Linked DNA regions of Muntiacus reevesi: region 1 is linked to region 2. Evidence: chromatin contacts called from public Hi-C data. All regions are on one chromosome and are shown on one strand. Each heading gives the region's core, a stretch centred on a gene start, on an enhancer-like site or on the middle of the called end of the contact. The rest is flanking DNA. Distances are from core to core; before and after follow the strand shown. Region 1 holds the start of INIP (INTS3 and NABP interacting protein). Region 2 holds the start of HSDL2 (hydroxysteroid dehydrogenase like 2).

Region 1 (6,638 bases), core at 2,977-5,476, 210 kb after region 2:
TAGTGTATTAGTCACAGTACCCAGGATTTCATAACAAATCACTTAGTAAGAAACTTGGGCTTCCCTTGTGGCTCAGCTGGAAAAGTATCCACCTGCAATGTGGGAGACCTGGGTTCGATCCCTGGGTTGGGAAGGTCCCCTGGAAATGGGAAAAGCTACCCATTCCAGTATTATGGCCTAGAGAATTCCATGGACTGTACAGTCTATGGGGTCGCAAAAAGTCAGACATGACTGAGCGACTTTGAGTTACAGTAAGAAAAAGAAAAATGTGACCCATACTCAAAAAAAAGAAAAGAAAATGCAGTCAACAGAAACCAACTCCAAAATGATTGATTTAGGTGATGTAATTAGCAGTGACACAGAACCTGTATCTAGACTCTTAAAAAAAAAACTGATAATAAAAATAACCCAATTTTTTAAGAAATGAGCAAAAGGAAGTCTGACCAAACACTTAACAAAGATTTGCAATGGCCAATAAGCACATTATAAAGTGCCCAACATTTGTCATCAGGGAAATGAAAGCTAATACCACAATGAGATGTCACTTTACACTCTCTAAAATGCCTAACATTGAAAAGACCAACAGTGCTCTATATGGAGCAACCAGAATTATCACACTTTACTAGAGGGAATGTAAAGTACACTCCACTGCTCCACTCCTAGTTATTTATCCAAATATCTGCAAAAAGACTGACAAATATTCAAAGCAGCTTTATTCACAATGACCCAAACTGATAGAACCCCAAAGTCTCCAAAAAGGAAAATGAATAAGGAAACTGTGGTAAATTCATGCAATGGAATACTAGTCTGCAATAAAAAAGAATGAACAATTGATACATGGCACAACATGGATGATTCTCACAGACAGCATAGTGAGTGTGAGCTGGACACAAACATGTTTATATGACATTTAAAATGAAACATGACCAAGATTAATATAAAAATAAGATCTGTCAAATGGATGCTTAATTTTGATATGGAGAGGAAAACAGAAGTTTGTTTCAATTTTTCAAGTAGGTTTGTAAGTCTGTAATTTTCACTTATAAGGTGGAACTGAATACTTTCTGGAAATTAAACTTTGCTTTTGAAAACTTACTTTTAAACTAAACAAAAACTCCTTCCTTGGGATGTATCTAACTTGATTTGCTTTAAGGAGCTCTTAATACAGATGAAATGTATATGGAAAGTTTTTCAAGCAAATGAAAATAAAGGCATGGATATGGCCCAATGACAATATTAACTTCTTCAAAAGTGGTTCTGATCTCAAGTAAGAAAGTAAGAGAACAAATGTCAGAGGAGGACCTAAAGTTTACAATGTGAGCAATATTAACACAGATTAAAACATAGGATTTAGATGTTCCGGATGTTCAACCTGGATTTAGGAAAGACAGAGAAACCAGAGATCAAATTGCCAACATCTGCTGGATCATTTAAAAAGCAAGAGAGTTCCATAAAAACATCTACTTCTGCTTCATTGACTATGCCAAAGCCTTTGAATGTGTGGACCACATCAAGCTCTGGAAAATTCTTACAGAGATGGGAATACCAGACCACCTAACCGGAGAAATCGATACACAGGTCAAGAAGCCAACAGTTAGAACTGGACATGGAACAACAGGCTGGTTCCAAACTGGGAAAGGAGTATGTCAAGGTTTTATATTGTCACTCTGCTTATTTAACTTATATGCAGAGTACAGCATGAGAAATGCTGGACTGGATGAAGCACAAGCTGTAATCAAGATTGCCAGGAGAAATATCAATAACCTCACATATGCAGATGACACCACCCTGATGGCAGAAAGAGAAGAAATAAAGAGTCTCTTGATGAAAGTGAAACAGGAGAGTGAAAATCTGGTTTAAAACTCAACATTCAGAAAACTAAGATCATGGCATCTGGTCCCATCACTTCATGGCAAATAGATGGGGAAACAGTGGAAACGGTGATAGACTTCATTTTGGGGGGCCCCAAAATCACTACAGATGGTGACTGCAGCCATGAACTGAAAAGACGTTTGTTTGTTCCTTGGAAGAAAAGTTATGACCAACCTAGACAGCATATTAAAAAGCAGAGACATTACTTTGCCAACAAAGGTCCATCTAGTCAAGGCTATGGTTTTTCCAGTGGTCATGTACAGATGTGAGAGTTGGACTATAAAGAAAGCTGAGCGCCAAAGAATTGATGCTTTTAAACTGTGGTGTTGGAGAAGACTCTTGAGAGTCCTTGGACAGCAAGGAGATCCAACCAGTCCATCCTAAAGGAAATCAGTCCTGAATAGTCATTGGAAGGACTGATGCTGAAGCTCCAATATTTTGGCCACCTGATGTGAAGAACTGACTCATTTGAAAAGACCCTGATGCTGGGAAAGAGTGAAGGCGGGAGGAGAAGGGGACGACAGAGGATGAGATGGTTGGATGGCATCACTGACTCGATGGACATGAGTTTGAGTAAACTCCGAGAGTTGGTGATGGACAGGGAGGCCTGGCGTGTTGTGGTTCATGGGGTCGCAGCGTTGGACACGACTGAGCGACTGAACTGACTGACATATAGACAAAATGTTGGAATTGCTTCAAATATGAGATTTTACTTTGCTAGTCTTTTCTTTTTGCTATTCATTTTTAATTCCAGCTACAGTAACTGCCCTATGCTAAATTTTCTATCAAAATACTTTGAGGGGAAAAGTTCCTAGTAATAAAAGAAATTCCAGGATGCACTTACCTTGTCCTGAAGGGTTTGCTGCCATCTTCCTATTTTCTGTTTCAACTATGTTCAGGGGTAACTGGGCAGCACTTTACAAACACCTGTGAAAAATAATGTGTACACACTTATCTTCATCTCTTCAGAAATATATGTCTGAAAGGCACACAACTTAAAGCAAACACCTCAAGTTATTTAGAGGGCTTAGTTGCTTCAGTCATGTTTGACTCTGTGACCTTAAAGCCTGCCAGGCTCCTGTGTCCATGGGATTTTCCAGACAAGAATACTGGAGTGGGTTGCCATTTCCTACTCCAGGAGATCTTCCTGACCCAGGGATGGAACCATCGTCTTTTATGTCTCCCTCATTGTCAGATGGGTTCTTTACCTCTAGCACCACCTGGGAAGCCCACTTAATTAGAGAGTGAAAGTCAAATGTTTATTCTTGCAGATGTTGATACCAACAGTTAGCATTACTGTCTTTAATTACATCATTAGGTTATGTTTACCAAATACTACCAAATGTATCAACTAATTGATGCTATCAATGCGATTACAGGGCTAGGAAGCAAAAATCACTCAACTATAGTGCCTTTGGATTCATTTAAGATACCTACCTAACAACTACTGTGTATACTGCTCAAGGCTAAAAAGGGAAACAAGCCGAATATTTATCCAGTATATACTCTGTACACTATGTAAGATGACTGAAATTAGTTTATTTTATTTATCACCACTTTATAAATGGGGAGATTATGCCCAAGGTGATGAAGCTAGTGCGAATAAGATTAGTTTTAAACTTCGTGCTTTTGAACTAGGCCTTGGGTAGATCCCAAATGAGCAAGATCCTACTCTTGCTCTCATGAAATGTACAATCCAGTAGGAAAACACAGTCTCATTCAAACAACCATACTAAAAAAAGTTTAATACGCGCTTTTTACAAGGCGTAAACAACGCTCTGTGAGCAGAGACGAACTGATTCTACTGGCATGACGAGGTATGCCTTCTAATATGCGCGCGAAAGGGAAAGAGCTAGTAAACAAATGTCGGTTTTGAAGAAAATAATGTTAGGTGTCTCCTGCGGCTTAAGTACAGAGCAGGCGAAACGGGGTTAGGAAGGGAGGAACAAGAGGGCCATCTTGTGATGGGGACGTCAAGCAGAGACGTGACAAGGTTGGACCAGCGTCTCAGAAGGGTGCCTGGAGCGTGCGTGGAAGGCTGGCGCAGCGGCTGCGGCTGAGACCCAGGACAACACGGGGAGTGAATGCTGGGAGGCAAAGCTGACGGGGAAGCCACTGTCCTATGGCAAGGGACGGCGGCAGGTCAGCACCGGGGCCACACACCTCCATAACCGGCGCCGCCAGGCGATCCTACTTACCGCGAGGCGGAAGAGCCCAGGACCGCCTAGCCGTCAGGTCGCGTTCTCCAAAAGGGGCGCGACCACTTAAACACCCGCAACTCGAGCTCAACATGTAACTCTACAACCTTCCAGCCCCCGCTGCTCTTCCGCCTCCCAGTGACCTACCTACGTGGAGCGGAAGTCCCGCCTCCCGCCTGGACCCAACGGCCGCTCCTCACGGTGATTCGTACTTTAACTGCCAACCTCATGCATACGCCACTTCCTTTCCAAAGAGTGGCAGCCAGAGAGGCTCATGGAACTTGCAGGCCGGGGGGCGGGGCCAGAAGGGGGCGGGGCGCGCAGGGACGTAGGGGCGGGGCAGAGACAGAATGGGTCCCTAGCACCGCAAGTAACTATTCCGTCCAGACCGCTGGGGGGAGAAAAGCCACCATCCCAGCAAGTGTGAATCCACTTAGGTTGGGACTGAGGCAGAGCTGCCTGCGGTTGGCACTCGGAGAGCGAGCTTTAACAACCCTGTTGGGGTTGCGCATCTTAATGTACACAGATCCCGGGGATACTTTTCTACTTTAATTAAACATAAGATAAGCACTAAACTTGTAGATTCTCCAAGCCAGGTTCAGCAATACGTGAACCGTGAACTTCCAGATGTTCAAGCTGGTTTTAGAAAAGGCAGAGGAACCAGAGATCAAATTGCCAACATCCGTTGGATCATTGAAAAAGCAAGAGAGTTCCAGAAAAACATCTACTTCTGCTTTATTGACTCTGCCAAAGCATTTGACTGTGTGGATCACAGTAAACTGTGGAAAATTATGAAAGAGATGGGAATACCAGCTCACCTAACCTGCCTGTTGAGAAACCTGTATGTAGGTCAGGAAGCAACAGCTAGAACTGGACATGGAACAACAGACTGGTTCCAAATAGGAAAAGGAGTCCCTCTGTATATTGTCACCCTGCTAATTTAACTTCTATGCAGAGCACATCATGAGAAACCCTGGGCTGGAGGAAGCATAAGCTGGAATCAAGATTGCTGGGAGAAATATCAATAACCTCAGATATGCAGATGACATCACCCTTATGGCAGAAAGTGAAGAAGAACTAAAGAGCCTCTTGATGAAAGTGAAAGAGGAGAGTGAAAAAGTTGGCTTAAAGCTCAACATTCAGAAAACTAAGATCATGGCATCTGGTCCCATCATTTCATGGCAAATAAATGGGGAAGCAGTGGAAACAGTGGCTGACTTTATTTTTAAGGGCTTCAAAATCACTGCAGATGGTGATTGCAGCCAAGAAATTAAAAGACGCTTACTCCTTGGAAGGAAAGTTATGACCAACCTACACAGCACATTAAAAAGCAGAGACATTACTTTGTCAACAAAGGTCGGTTTAGTCAAGGCTATGCTTTTCCAGTGATCATGTATGGATGTGAGAGTTGGACTATAAAGAAAGCTGAGTGCCGAAGAATTGATGCTTTTGAACTGTGGTGTTGAAGAAGACTCTTGAGAGTCCCTTGGACTGCAAGGAGATCCAACCAGTCCATCCTAAAGGAGATCAGTCCTGGGTGTTCATTGGTAGGACTGATGTTAAAGCTGAAACTCTAATACATTGGCCACCTGATGCAAAGAGCTGACTCATTTGAAAAGACCCTGATGCTGGGAAAGATTGAGGGCAGGAGAGAAGGGGACGACAGAGGGCGAGATGGTTGGATGGCATCACTGAATCAATGGACAGGCGTTTTGGTGGACTCCGGGCATTGGTGATGGGCAGGGAGGCCTGGCGTGCTGCAGTTCATTGGGTCGCAGAGTCCGACACGACTGAGCGACTGAAGTGAAACTTGTAGAAATTTTTTACTGCTGTGCAATTGCAATAGTGTGTATTTAAGAAGTGGATGTATCACATCTCAGATCAAGAAGTCACTCCTTGTGGGATTGCCTAATGCCAGCACAGTAGAGCTACATGTCTATCAACACGTTGGATAGTCAGATCTGAAACCACAGTTTGAAAAAGGAAAATGTTGAATAAAGTTTGCAAAATGTAAACTCTTAAAAAAGAAAAGAAAAAAAGATCTGTGTTTCACTGGTCAGTGTGCCTGACCATATCTTGGTCAATGTGTCTGCTCAGTCATATCCGGCTCTTTGCGACCCCATGGACTATATATGGCCCACCAGGCTCCTCTATCCATGGAATTTTCCAAGCAAGAATACTGGAGTGGGTTGCCATTTCCTCCTCCAGGTGATCTTCTCAACCCAGTGATCGAATCTGCATCTCCTGAGTCTCCTGCGTTGGCAAGCAGATTCTTTACCACTGTGTCACCCATCTATCTAGTCAATAGTTCAGGTAAGTATATTGTTGTTGTAGTCTCACAGTTGTGTCCAATTCTTTGCAACCCCATGGACTGCAGCATGCCAGGCTTCCTTGTCCTTCACTATATCCTGGAGATTGCTCATACTCATGTCCATTGAATTGATGATGCCATCCAACCATCTTGTCCTCTGTCTCCCACTTCTGCTCCTCCCCTCAATCGTCCCCAGCATCAAGTTCTTTCAATGAATTGACTCTTTGCATTAGGTGGCCAGAGTATTAGGGCTTCAG
Region 2 (7,573 bases), core at 870-3,369:
CTTAACCACAGAACTGCCAGGAAAATTGCTCCATCTTTTCTATTACAGATATCCTGGTAGGTGTATAGTGAAATCTCACTGTGGTTTTGATTTGTGTTTCCCTAAAAACAAATGCTGTTTGGGCCTCCTTTCATGTGCTTGCGGTTTGTTCACATGTTTTCTTTGGAGAAATGTCTATTGAGGTCCTTTGCTCATGTTTAAATTTGGAGGTTGCTCATCTTCTCATTGCTGGAGTAGTAAGAGCTCTTTATAGATTCTGGATACCTTATCAGATATATGATTTGCAAATATTTTCTCTCGCCCTGTAGGTTGTCTTCACTTTCTTGAATGAATGGAGAGTATTTTTTCCACCAACAGTTTCTATCATCACTCTTTTCAGAACACCTAATATTACAACACAGGCTTCCCTGGTGGCTCAGTGTTCAAGACTCTGCCTACCAGTGCAGGTGACAGGGGTTTGATCCCTGGGTTGGGAAGATCTCCTGGAGAAGGAAATGGCAACCCACTCCAGTATTCTCGCCTGGAAAACCTATGGACAGAGGAGCCTGATGGGCTGCAGTCCACGGGGTTGCCAAGAGTTGGACAGCCTAAAGAACACCTTGGTTACTCCTCATTCCTCTTACATAGGGAGAGACCTTGCCTTCTTTTGGTCCAGCTGTATCTCCATTGACCAGCACCCATAGTTGCTAATACTTCCTGAATAAGTAAATTCTCTGGAGTCTCTAAGGACCATATCATAGATGGAAAATTCAAACGCTATGACACTGGCAAGTGATATAAATGAGTAAACTGAGATATTTACGGCTTCTGATAAAAGGGAGAGTACATATCCTATTTCCAGGTTAGTTTCTTCAGCTAGTCCTTACATAACAACCTCATTATCCTGTTCTACCTCTTCAGCCTTATTCTACCCTGTTTTACCCTTGGACTGAAAGGAGATCAAATCAGTCAATCCTAAAGGAAATCAGTCCTGAATGTTCACTGGAAGGACTGGTGCTGAAGCTGAAGCTCCAAGACTTTGGCCACCTGATGGGAAGAACTGACTCCTTGGAAAAGACCCTGATGCTGGGAAAGACTAAAGGTGGGAGGAGAAGGGGACGACAGAGGATGAGATGGCTGAATGGCATCACCAACTTGATGGACATGAGTTTGAGTAAGCTCCAGGAGTTGGTGATGGACAGGGAAGCCTGGAGTGCTGCAGTCCATGGGCCTGCATGGACTCTTGGTCAGAGAAGAGTCCGACACGACTGAGCGACTGAACTGAACTGAACCTCTTCAAAACAGAATTTCTTCACGTCTCCCTAAAAGTATTGTGGCAGTCTCTAGTTCATTAGGGTAGCTGAGTTATGTCCAAGGTATACTACCAAAAGCAATACTAAGTCCCAGAATTCACCTTATTCCAGCACTGAGTCTGGGTATTTCCTCCCCGAGATATTGACAAAGAGTAGAAAAATCAGAGTTAACTCCGAGTTCTTCGGCAAGAGTGACTACTGCAGAGCCCAGATTCAGAAGCCACTTCTCACCACAGGGCTGTCAAGCTGCTCTCCGGCTGGCTTTAGTCCAGATTCAGTGGGATAGTCGAAATGCGCCGCCGGCCGGCTTCTAGGAGAAGAGCGTTTATCTGCCCAGGAAAAGCGTTCCTAAGACGGGCCTCCGAGGGCGCGCGCGCAGCCAGGCAGACAGATGTCCTGGTGCCAGCGTGGACGGCGAGGGGACCAAGCGCCAAAGTCCGCTGAGAACCAGCATCTCAGCCCTCAAGGTCCCTAATGCACATCTCAAACGGCCACCCCCCTGGCAAAGGAACTCGGCGTGGCGGCGGGGAAACGTCCACAGGCCGGGAAAAGGCGTACTCGGCGGCTGACGCGCCCGGTACCTCTAGACGCGCAGGCTGGAGGCCAATTGTCACCGTAGAGACCCCGCAGGAGGGGCGGGGCGGAGTTGTTTCTCACAGCGCTTGCGCGTAGCGCGGGTTTCTAGAGGACAGGCTGCGGAGAGGAAACCAGCGCCGCGCGCCACCGAGGCCCACTGCGTGCGCAGGCGCACTCAGCCACCTCCCCCCTCTTGGAGAGCCCAGCACCTCCCGCAGAGTTCGGGGGGCGGGACCCAGGGGCGGGGTCTGGGGCGGGGCTAAATGCTGGGGAAAAATCAACCTTTCTGTGGTCGCTCGTTGAGTCCGTGTCGCCACCGACTCCGATCTGCGGCAGTCATGTTGCCCAACACCGGGTAAGGGTAATTTGGCGCCGTGGGGGAGGAAACCGGCCCAGGCAGAGTGGCTCACTTGGGTGGTCCTGGCCCGGCGGTGGGAGGATTAATGATACAGCTCGGAGCGATCTGAAACGCTGGTTCGCGCTGGATGTAGTATTCCTCTAACCTGCGGTAACTTGTGAAAAGTAGCGCAGAGGTGTGTACTTCAGGGTGGCAGTCGTGTTAAAATCTCATAGATAACGGATCCGGAGTGAGGCATCCCGCCCCCTCTAGGGCGGGTCCCAACTTTGGGTTTAGAGATACAGCTGCTTGTCTTGCTGGAGGCCGCGTGTCCTGGGTGAAAGGTCACAGGAACTCTTGTGCTCTTACTGTTAATGAGTCCCCCACTTATGCAGATCTCAATTCTGGAAGGAGAAAATAAGGGGCGTTTAAAAAGGAGTTTCAAGCTAGTAACAAACTAAGCTAACCTTTAAGGATGAGTGTCTTTTGGGGAGGCTTTGTTTTTTTTTTTACTTTGAGATGATACTGAGTTTTGCTAAAATACACGTAAGGTTTGCCATCGTCACCATTGATAAGTGTACAGTTAAGTAGTGTTAAGAATGTTTGGACTGTTGTGCAACCAGTTTCCAGAACTTTTTCGACTTGAGAAGCAAGCTCTGCACCTTCCCCCCATCCCATTCTATTTTCCGTTTATGTACTGTATGGACGTTTTGAGCTGAGTGACATGTTCGTTCTGAAGTTTGCTTGAAATATATAGGCGCATGGCCAAAAGACTTAAAAAGCTCCAAAGGTTGTTTCCTTATTCTTAACTTTCAGTCCCCTACTTACTCTCTGGTGGGTTTCCAAAGATACTCTGTGTATTTATAAACATATTTGGGTACACAATCCTAAACACGTACAAACACACTCTCCACTTTACAAAATAATAGCAAAGCCCCTTTTGGGTCTTGCTATTTTTACCTGTCATTTAATATGTCTTGGGACCTGTTTTCAGTACATTTAGATCTTTCTCCCTTTTAATGTTCTATTTATTTAACCTATCCCCATCACTGGATACCAGATCATTTCTAGCTTTTTTATTACTCCATCTTTTCTGCCGTGATTATCCTTGTATTCACCTGTTTTGCACATATTTGAGTGTATCCACGTGATAAATTCTTGGCAATGAAGCTGCTGGAGCAAAGAGTGTAAGCATTTCAAGTTTGATGGCTAATACCAAAAGCCCTCCAAAGAGGCTGCACACTGAGAAGAATTAATGTGATTTCCTAACCCAACACATTGGTAAACAGCAAAATGTCTGATAGTAAAAATACTTGTTTTGATAATAAAAATCTAACTAGAGGAAAAAATGACACCTCATTATAGTTAAAATCTGCACCAAAGAGTGAGGAAGCAGATCTTTTTATATGTTTAAAGCAGCAGTTCTTGTTGAGGAGTAATTTTAATACCCATGGGACATTAGGCAATATCTGGGAACACATTGTCACAATTGAGTGGGGTGCTACTGGCATCTAATGAGGGGTCCAGGGATGCTGGCAAACATAAGGCACAGGAGAGCCCCCTACAGTAAAGAATTATCTTGCCCAAAATGTCTATGGTGTAGAGATTGAGAAATCCTGGTTTAAAACCATCTGTGTATCTTTTCCTTTGCCTGGCTTACACAGTTAGGCTTTTGATTGATCTCTGAGATCTCTCTACTGAAAAGTAATTTGTTCTATATCATACATGTTAGAAATTTTTTCTCAGTGTTTTTTCATTGCATCTTGAATTTGATTATCCTATTTGTTTATCATGCAGAACCATGTGGTTTTATTGAATCAGAGTTATCAATGATAATCAAGTTATCTTTTAAGACTTTCGTGTTTTTGTGACAAAGCTATAAAAGGCCATCTCAAACAAAGATTTTTTTTTAATTTGTAAGTTTTCTTCTGGAATTTTCGTGCGCTTTTTCTTCCTCCCTGACTCAGATTTCAGCATAGGAAGTGAGTTAGGAAACCCACTTCATTTTGGTTCAGATGGCTGGCTGTACAGTTGTTCCAGCACCATTGACTGACTAGTTATTTTTTCTTTCTGTTAGAAATTCCACCTCTGAATTCTTGTATGAATAGAGATCGTTTTTATTTTATTACTTTGGTCTATCTGTTCATGTACCAGTGCTAAATTATGTTAATGACTCTAATTTTATAAAGTGTTTTAGTATCTTAGAAGGCTAGTTCCTGCCTCATCTAGATTTTTTTTTTTTCAGAATTTTCTTTGTTACTTTCAGATGTTTATTTTTCTAAATGAACTTTAACTTGTATAGTGTTTTTTTTGAAGTGATTGCTTTTTTTGTTTAAATAGTTAAAGATTCATCACATTTACCATGATTTTGAGGTACTAGGGAATTTTGGAAAATTGTAGTGCTAACTCTGCATTAGCAAGTTTTAGTCATCTACCAGTAGTAATGAGGAATTTGGAATCTTTTTGCTTTCTCACCTTCTACACTCTGGTTCTGATGCTTTAGAAATGGAGGTATAGACCCAGTGGTTTTCAGGTTAAGAGGAAAGTGAACTTTGCCCTTGTTTCTGCCAGTGCCTGAGACCTTGAGCATGAAAATGCCCTTCATCCTACTGAGAATCAATCCAAGTGGACCAAAGGCAAAGGAGTAGAGCTTTTTTTCTTTTTTCTTAAATTTATTTTATTAAAGTAGAGCTAATTTACAATGTTGTGTTAATTTATGCTGTATGGCAAAGTGAGTCAATTATACATATATATGTACACACACACTAACAAATATGTGTGTGTTAGTTGCTCAGTTGTATCTGGCTCTTTGCAACCCCATGGACTGTAGCCCACCAGGCTCCTCTGTCCATGGAATTCTCCAGGTAAGAATACTGGAGTGTATTCAGTAACCATTCCCTTCTCCAGGGGATCTTCCCGACCCAGGGATCGAACCCAAGTATCCTGCATTGTAGATGATGGATTCTTTTACCGTCTGAGCCACCAGGGAAACCCGCAAACACATATATGTATATATATAAACTGGTAGCTTATGGTGAACGATGTCAAATTCTTGATCTCTGAAGAAGAAGAGTTAGCTTTGGGACCAGGGACCAGGCTTCATCACTCAAGAGCTTTTGTGTAGCGGAGTTTTGTTAAAGTAAGAAAGGAGACAGAGAAAGCTTCTGACATAGACATCAGAAGGCGTTGGAGAATGCCTCCCTTTGCTAGTGTTAGCAAGGGAGTCAGATACTTTTTAAATTAGTTATTACAGTAAATCAAAAGAATGTCTCAAGGTTGTAAAATTTTTACCAGACCCACTCCCACAATTTACATTTTAGGGTAATGGATTAGAATTTAACAATAGAAAGATCCTACCAGACCCACTCCCATAATATACATTCTCAGATATCAGGATTAATTGGAAGGTTTTCAGGAAGGAGAAGCTGTCCTCAAGCAGGAAACGTTGTTGTTTTATAATCCCTAGTACAAAGTTGAAACTGAGTTGTTTGTTGTCTTACCAGTTCTGAGCTTAAAGGAAAAAAACCATTTTATGTGATTAAGACTAAGATATGCAGAGAAAAAAAAAGTTTGCCCTTTCCTCCTCCTCAAGAACCCCAGACCCCTCTCTCCTCAGGGACCCACGTGTAAGGCATAGTTCCGGCGAGGCAGAAAAGGAAAGACGACCTCAACAGAAGTAGGTTACCTTTATTCAGGCAAGGAGGGGCGACAGTCGGCCAAACGACCAGGCTGAGCGCCGAAAGGGATCAGGGAGGCTTCATACTTATAGGGAGGTTTGTGGAAGCGATAAGGGAAACGTCAATCAAGTGGGATATTTTGAGTATTCTTTTGTTGGGATGACACTCTATAGTTGGGCAGGGGGTGATAAGTCTTCTGGGTGGGTGTAGGGGGTGGAAGGTTTCCGGACAGGGGGTGATAAGTCCCAGATAGATGCAACTGGCCTGGAGCATCAGAGTGGAACTAAAGTTATGCTTTGTTTTCTCCGAAGTTAGATGATTCAGCAAGAGGCCTTTGAGACTGTAGTTCTCTTTTCTAGGCCCAAAAGACTCCTTCACCCCGGACTTCTTATCAACCTGCCTAGGAATTGACTCTCTCAAAACCATAGTGGAAAAGGATATGAACATTCTTTTTCATATTCTTTTCCATTATGGTTTATCACAGGATATTGAATATAATTCCCTGTGCTACACAGTAGGACTTTGTTGTTTATCCTTCCTATATGTAATAGTTTGCATCTGCTATGGATAGGGCTTTTTAAAGCAATAATTGGGACATTTTTATCTAAATACTTACATTTAAAAATTACTTTAACTCTATGTATATTACCTTTTGTATAAAAAGGAAGGGAAAATTACACACACACAGGATATGTTTTATATATGTGTGTGTGTCTGCATATTTTTTAAAAAAGAAATATAATAAGGGTAAGTGGAAATTAAGGAATCTATAGACAAAGGATTGAACTTCGTTAAATATACACATTTGTAAGGTTTTGACTTTTTTATTGGCCACACCGTGCAGCTAGTGGGATCTTAGTTCCCCTGACCAGGGATTGAACCCAGGCCCTTGGCAGTGAAAGCACAGGAGTCCTAAGCACTGGACCACCAGGGAGTTTGCAGATTTGACTTTTAAATCAAGTATAGGTTTTATAGCATCCCTCATCAAAGATGAGAGGAAAGTGATAAACTAAAGTGGACTGCCATCATAAACAGAGGACCTTAACTGTATGTCAAGCTTATCACATAAATATACATAGAAAAATAATTCAAATAATTTTAACATAGTAATTTGTATACCTTTAGAGACATCTGCTCTAAGGACAAGAGAGTACAAAGAAATCTTGAACTTTACTTGGTAGATTTATTATTGATAGTCATATCAGTGTAGTAATTTGAATACTGTTGTATCTTACAGTATTAATAAATATTAATAAAAATTAATAAATATTAATATACCATCTCTTGTTGGTCTGATTTTTTAGCAGAATGATCCTTGTCGTCCCCTCGGCCGTGAATGAGAGTGTGTTCCTGGGGTCTTTTTTTCTTCTCTAACCTGTCTTTCCTTGATAGCTCAGTTGGTAAAGAATCCATCTATAATGCAGGAGATCCTGGTTCAATTCCTGGGTCAGGAAGATCTGCTGGAGAAAGGATAGGCTACTCACTCCAGTATTCTTGGGCTTCGCTGGTGGCTCCGTTGATTCCTCCCTGGTAAAGAATCCACCTGCCAATGCAGGAGATGCAGGTTCGCTCCCTGGGTCGGGCAGATCCCCTGGAGTAGAAAATGGCAACCCACTCCAGTATCCTTGCCTGGAACACCCCATGGACTGAGGAGTCTGGTGCGCTACAGTCTATGGGGACGCAAGAGTCAG

The links. A called contact is a pair of places that touch in the nucleus more often than the background predicts.
Region 1: a contact with region 2 is called in a Hi-C map of muscle, with 4 times the contacts expected there. The contact joins the promoter of INIP here to the promoter of HSDL2 in region 2. A contact is called at or near these places in 2 of 3 Hi-C or Micro-C datasets (blood and muscle).

The regions. Positions count from the first base shown.
Region 1 is chr10:32,760,802-32,767,439 of mMunRee1.1, forward strand. It overlaps INIP (INTS3 and NABP interacting protein), which reads right to left and starts at 4,227. Exons shown (of 5, transcript XM_065947274.1): 1 at 4,071-4,227; 2 at 2,717-2,799. The coding sequence starts at 2,741.
Region 2 is chr10:32,548,555-32,556,127 of mMunRee1.1, forward strand. HSDL2 (hydroxysteroid dehydrogenase like 2) reads left to right here and starts at 2,120. Exons shown (of 11, transcript XM_065947165.1): 1 at 2,120-2,223. The coding sequence starts at 2,132.